Regions from separate parts of the Capsicum annuum genome. Here region 2 is linked to region 1. Evidence: chromatin contacts called from public Hi-C data. All regions are on one chromosome and are shown on one strand. Each heading gives the region's core, a stretch centred on a gene start, on an enhancer-like site or on the middle of the called end of the contact. The rest is flanking DNA. Distances are from core to core; before and after follow the strand shown. Region 1 holds the start of LOC107869443 (40S ribosomal protein S30). Region 2 holds the start of LOC107869454 (cellulose synthase-like protein D3).

Evidence for each region. A called contact is a pair of places that touch in the nucleus more often than the background predicts.
Region 2: a contact with region 1 is called in a Hi-C map of bud, with 4 times the contacts expected there. The contact joins the promoter of LOC107869454 here to the promoter of LOC107869443 in region 1. A contact is called at or near these places in 2 of 5 Hi-C or Micro-C datasets (bud and leaf).

The regions. Positions count from the first base shown.
Region 1 is chr1:20,361,277-20,364,730 of UCD10Xv1.1, reverse strand. LOC107869443 (40S ribosomal protein S30) reads right to left here and starts at 1,329. Exons shown (of 3, transcript XM_016715982.2): 1 at 1,177-1,329; 2 at 932-1,069. The coding sequence starts at 1,180. It overlaps LOC107869431 (alpha/beta hydrolase domain-containing protein 17B), which reads right to left. Exons shown (of 5, transcript XM_016715974.2): 5 at 2,420-3,211. The coding sequence ends at 2,687.
Region 2 is chr1:20,756,757-20,760,515 of UCD10Xv1.1, reverse strand. LOC107869454 (cellulose synthase-like protein D3) reads right to left here and starts at 2,120. Exons shown (of 4, transcript XM_016716000.2): 1 at 1,858-2,120; 2 at 1-513. The coding sequence starts at 462.

The sequences.
Region 1 (3,454 bases), core at 80-2,579:
GTGTGCATTATCCATATGCAATTTGTGCATGGGCACATTTAATCTACGAGTATCATTTGTCCACACTTATCGTTAATAACAATTAACATACATATTTACCACAAGTATCCAACTTGTTTCACTAATAAAAATGAAATGCATCACTGTGTTAAGTAAGATCATATAAAGCTGAAAAGAGGAGCCTACAGACCCAAATTAAACAACACAATACCATGCTAACATCTCACGATCCCTGAACTCGTCTAAAATGCTTACTAGCAAAAATACCATTATTCTGAAGCCAAACTAACAACAATACGGGAGGTTCCAGATATGGTAAAATTTCACTAGAACATTCATACACCATGCAGAAGCAGTTTCTTCAGTATAACGATCATAAATAAGCGATTACACACACATACATCCTGCGCGCATAGGCAGAGCCTCCATTTAAATCTAACGAGTACAACATTATCATTATATTTTAAAAATTATGGCCTATGGGTCCACATTGCATACTGAGTAAATGGATCATAAATAAAGAGACTCATACACACATACATATACTCTATCACAGAGACGGGCCCTAGATTTAAATTTAAAAATTTCAATATTACAATTATATTTTTAGAGTAATGGATTAAGGATTCATATAGTTTGTATTTATTGCAACTTTAATAAATATTAAACACAAATTTATGCTCTGCATCAATAATAATAATACTGGGTTCAGCATCATTGCAAATATGCCTACAGTTAGTCAACCACTCAAATATGCCTTTAAGCTTTCGGTAATCCTGGAAAGGATGAAATCTAATCCATATACATTTACAAATGCAAATGGATGGAATAGAAACAACAATTTTCAGCTTGTATGTACTATATATCAATAAAACTACTACCACTACTGTATACATATATTCTTCATTTATTGCAGCAAACATGAACTTACCAGCAGTAACGAATCTGCGATTGTATTGCATACGCTTGTGAGCACGCCCTCTAGGCTTCTTCTTCTTATCCTGCTTAGCAACCTTTGGAGTTTGTCCTCTAACCTTACCAGCACGAGCTAGTGATCCGTGTACCTTACCTACAATTCACAAATCAAAATTCCATAATTCAATACTCATTCAACAATAATTGAAAAACTTCTTTTAAAGTAAACTGAAAGTGAATGCAAGAGTTGCTGGAGCTTACCCATGGCTGATTACTGAGTCGCCGGCGCCGGTTGTAAAGCTCTGAATGCAAAGGTTAGGGTTTCTGGAAAATTAAGATAGAATTTATAGGAGGCTGGCGAGGCTTTTAACTGTATTGGGCTTTGGTGAGAAGCACAGTTGGGCCATGTGAAAGAGAGTCAAAACCATGGCCCAAAACATGTAATCCAATTGGAAATTAGGGCAAACAACAAAAATTCCGACAATATGAAACTTAATTACTGAAAATCCAATTTTAGGTCTTTCGAGGTACATAAGTAAATTCAAATACATCCAACGAAGATATATGTTTTCTTTTGTAAAGATACATAATTAGCTCCCGATATGTTTTTTTCGATTTTGGGTTTGTCGAGATACATAATACATCCAACGAATATACATTTTTTCCTTTGTAAAGATACATAATTAGCTCCCGACATTTTTTTATTTTTTTTTTTATTTTGGGTCTTTCGAAATATATAATTAGCTCTCGATACATCCACCAACGAAGATACATATAATTAGTTAAGATTTTTGTAATTACTTATTGCAAATTTGTGTAAATATGATAAGTTAAGGCGTATGTTTATGTTATGTTTTCAAATTAGATCACATTTTGATAAAAAAAAGTAAGCATACATATTTATAATAAAATATGTTAGTATATTTTTGAAGTGTATTATGCTACTTATATTCTATAAGAACATCTTAAGGGTCCTTTTTTGCTTTTGTTATGTTTGATCTCAGGGAGTATTCTTAGTACTCTTTTTTGGTTGTAAATTCTCAATAACTATTGCTGATATATTTGCAATTTTCGTCTTTTTCTATATGTATAAGTCGAGATGTATTAAACTCTTATACTTGATCGAATATTAAAAAAAATTAGAGTTTGCGATCAATGTTGCCAGAGATGATATGGACATATATTATGTTCAAGAATACAATATTGTTTATTGTAATGACTGCATGTATGTAGTTGGCCGATTAATTTGAATTTGCGTTAGGTGGGCTCATTTAAGGGTGAAAGCTCTTTACGAATTTTGACTATTGTAAATTCGCGTTGGGATTGAATGCATCCATCATCAATAACAAACACACTGGGTCCAGGTGATAGGACAGGGATATGACTTTTGTTTAATTGCTTGCTTAAGAAATAAGTTTATGTCCTTGCCATGACGGTAGAATAAGAGCAGTAACGACCAAACTAGCAACACCAAGTTCATTAACGATATAACTTGAGATATGAATTCAGCATCAAAGAGGAAGAACTGAGGATCTTAATTGAATGGAGTACATTGAGCAGGACTAACATAGAAGATACAATAACTTAGCAGCGTCGTGGAAATGATAAAGAATAAAATTCTATAGGTTTAGATTTCACCTAAATAACTACTTCATGTCAAACTGTCCAGGCTACTACACATCTTTGGAGGTCCATCAACAACTTGGGCAAACTATACAAAACTATTGCCTTTCAACTGAACCAATTACGTATACCCACCCACTGCTAACAATCACCAACACGAACAGTTTACGCTCCAACAACAGCACTTTGGACATGCACACGAACATTTTGGGCATGTACACGAACATCTTGGGCATGCACATGAACATTCTGGGCACACGCATGAACATTTTGGCAACATGCAGGAACATTTGAGGCAGCCGGGCATCCAACACACCAAGCATTTGGGCTTCCATTTAGGGCATTTTGGCCAATAGCAACAGTTCGTGCAGCTCACTTTTGAGCAATTTAGACAATTAGGTAGTCTGCATTTAACTTGACAACAGCAGTTGGTAGAAATGGTCGTATCTGATCTCTTTGGCACACGTAACGTTTGTTTAATCTTTCTTAGCCTGATTTCAGTGGTCATGCACTCCATTTCTTGGATAAACCTGCAAAGGTGGCGGATGTAATCCGGGTAAAGTTCCAAGTTGCAGTGGCCTCCTCCTTTGATCCATAAGGGCTCATATGGATCCCTCGCCATTTTCCAAAGTCCATTACCGTGTAGCCAATTAACTACATCATCCTCTGTGCCCTGAAAAGACATTTGTAGGAAGTCATCACGACGATGCATCAATAGCAAAGAGAGAAACATAGTTTATCTGCCTAGTTTTTCCTCTCCTCTCCTTCCCTTCATATTTTAGATGACTTAAAAAGCAAAATTGTAGAGAATTTCGATCGGTCATACGAAACTAAATTGAGGCTGTAGACGGGGATCGAAGATATCACTTATATTTTGAACAAACAGCATATACAGCTGGAGTTTTGAGTCAAGCAA
Region 2 (3,759 bases), core at 871-3,370, 390 kb before region 1:
ACCAGTTTTGACAGCATCAATGTAACAATCCCGGCAGATTTTAAAATCACACTCACAAGGAAGAATATCTTCACCCCTTTCATCACTCATGACTTTCCCATCACAGCCCGGTATAGCACAAGAAGAACCTTTGGCACCAGCCATCTGAGGATGGTTAGTTTCGGATTCAATTACCTTGTCCATCAAGTGAGCACGAGTCACACTGTTATAACCACCGGTAAACAACGAATTTGACACATACTGCTCTTCAACCCTCTGAGAAATTGAAGGATCCATAGGTTGATTATCAGGGGTCGGAGGGATATGCACTGTGTAGTTTGCAAATTCAATGCCACTAATCTCACTATCCAGTGATTCCCTTGATAAGTTCACATACCGACCCGATGAGGTCCTCCTTGCAAAAGTAACACCAGGAGGCTTACCCTGCTGGGAATCAGAAGCTTTGAAGGATCTTGAAGTCATGCTGCTAAAATTTGTGCTAAAAGATTACTTACTGACCAACAAAACCTGAAACTGCATAAGGGCAAAGAAGCAACCAGAGAATTAGTTAACACTAAGTTCACAGACCAAAATTAAAAAAAGATAGTGCAAACAATATATCTGGATTTGAAATATTTTGACGTCTTTTTGCAACTAGAAAATGAAAATCTTTTAGAGATTCCCAGCATGTCAATAATGCTGAGCAAACAAAAGCATGACCAGTTGGCCACTTTCTCTTTCTCCAAAGCCAGTTCTCTCTTTTTATCAACTAAAAACAGTTAAAGCAACACCTTTTTTAAGCAAAAACACTTGGTCACTTTGTGTGGAAAGCATCAAAACAATTCAAAATATAACAAAGTAGACACAGAAGAGAAAAATCACCTAAATCTTGATGAAATACCTCAACAACAAAAAATCAAAATTTTCCTAAACCATTTCCAGTAACACACAGAAAGCTTTCCCAGACACCAAGGTGCAAAAAAATCAAAGGGGAAAAATTGCAAACTCAAGAAACACTTGGTAACTAAAGCTCCCGCTATGCACGGTCCGAACCAAAGTGGGAAAAAATGTAAGTCCAAGAACACATCAAGATCCCACTTTTCACATACAAATCTTCCCTATATACATCAAGATCATGCTAATGTTGCACAACTAGATAGATATATAACCCCCCACTAGTAGCCCCAATACTTATAAGACAATTAACATAGTTATGGAAAAAACATTATTAAAAAATACAGGAGAATCGGCCTCCTAAAGGCGTGTAAGAAACATTCAAAACATAATACCAATAAAAAATACACACACACTACTTGCAAACATATACACTCTACAAATTTGAAATTACAACTGTAACAAAGCTTTCATGGGGTCCCTTTCAAAATATTAACAAGTAAGACTAAGTCTTTCTTTCTCCAATTAAATCAAAAGGGTTATAAATTAAATAAATAAAAATCTCTATTACGTAAGACAAACTAACAAATACCCATTTTTCCTCCCTCTTTCTTCTGTCACCCCTTTTAAAAAAATCAAAAAATAAGCAATTAATACTTACTAACCTCAAAATTTGTAAAAAAAGAAAAAAAAGACAACATCAGCTCAGAAAGATTCAAACTTTATAACTTATAACAAATTAACCTGAATAAAGCTCCTTTTTTTTTTTTTGCAGATTACAGTAGCAGGCAAAGGAAAATTGCAAAAAAAAAAAAAAAAAAAATGAGACCCACCCAAATACACAAAGGGGGTAAAGAATGTGAATATATAAAAAATTTAGAAAAAAAATTAAGAGATCTGAATAAATGAGTTACCATTTCTGGTATTTTTTGTTTGAAAATTTCAAGAAAAAAATTTATGATATTTTTGTATTTTTTTTTTTACCTTATCTACTTTGCTGTGTGGTTAATACTAGCAAAAGTAAGTGCATTTGAACTTTGAAGAAATTGGGTATGGAAGATTTTGGTTTTTAGTGTTGGGGGTTTGATTTTCTTACAAAAGGGGACAGTGGGGAAGAAAGAGTATATTTTTTGTGGGGGTGGGGGTTGGGGGGTGGGGGTGTGGGGGGTGGAATTAGGGGGGGGGGGGGGGGGGGGGGGGTTAAAAAGTAATTAACGGAAATATAGGGGGTCGGTCTGAGCACGCTTGATACGCGGCTACAGCTACGACTGATTTATTTCCTGTGTGAAAGGGATAATTTTACAAACTTTACAATTGGTCTTATTTTTAGTAAATAAAATATTTTATTACCAAATAAAGATTTTTCAGGCTTCCTTATTTTGTTATTGTTATTATTTTCTCATATAAAATACATATTATTTTTCTGTTTTTTTTTTTTTAAGTTTCTCATCTAATATTTGATACTCGTCTAATTCAACTTAGTGTCATGTAAAGCCTATTTAAAAAAGTCATTTCCTACCAAAATTTTTTATACACAAATCTCAAAAATAAAACCTCTAGTTAAGAAAAAAATAATCTTATTCAATACATCACATATTTTCATAATTTATATATTTCATTTGTTAGTGTGTGTTTTTTCCTAATAAGCCTTATCACTCAGTCCTCAAAACCGTTAAGATGAGGATTTTGAGTCCTCTGGTCTCTCAATCTTGATTGGGGCCATTAACGTAATAATTTTCAGTCTCGTGATACCCCAAATTGAAACCATTAACATGAAAAGTTCTGAAAATAAAATCTTAACATGACTTCATGGAATAACTATATAACTTAACAAATATAACCCTCTTTTATCTATTAATTATTCTTAGTTATAATTCATAATCTCTCTCATATATTTTCTCTCTTTTTCTATTTTCTATCATTCTCTTCTTTTTTTCCTTATTCATTTTTCAGTCTTTTTCTTTATTTATTTTTTTGTTTTCTCTTTCTTTTTTCTTTTTCGTTTTCTTTTTTTCCATTTTTTTCTTTTTTTCCTTTTTATTTTTTCTCCTTCTTTTTTATTTTTTCTCTATTATCTATTACTCTCCTTCTTTTTTGTATTTTTTTCTTCTTTTTTTCTTCTTCTTTTTTTATTATTTTTTCCTTTTCTATTTTTCTCCTTTTTATTTGTGCAAACTAATAAACACAAATAAAAGTGTGAACTATAAAATATAAATACAAATTGAAACTATAACATACAAATACAAGTGCAAACTATAAAAAAATAAATATAAATGTGAACTATACATACAAATATTTGTGTGAACTGTCATTTGTATTTTTTAATTATTGGAAAGGAATGATTGATTTTCTTTCTACAAATACTTGTTTGTATTTATTGATACAAATAAATACAATTCAAATTTTTATACAAATACATATTGTATTTATATTTTATATGAATATAGACTATTGATAAAACAGAATACAACGGACGTAAATTGAATACAGTGGCTATAAATAATAATTATGTAAAATATGGGTATAAAAGATGTATTTTACAGTAAAGTGTAGCTATTTTTTAAAGATCCCCTAATTTTATATCACATTTGATGATTAATTAAAATATGATAAATAAGTAAAATGACAAAAAAAAATCCTAAAAAAGTGGTTATTATGAACATTAAATTTGAGATTGAAAAAGACTAAGTATCTAAATTCATCCAACTCAATTATATACAGTTTTCTTATTTTTAAAATACAAGGGCTAGTATTCAGTCATTGCATTATGACTTCAACATAAATTTGTGAACTAACTATATGACACTTGTATGTAGAAACAACACAAAATTCAAGATATAAGATACTCCGATAATAATAAGTCTCAAGGCTTAAGTTAATTAAAAT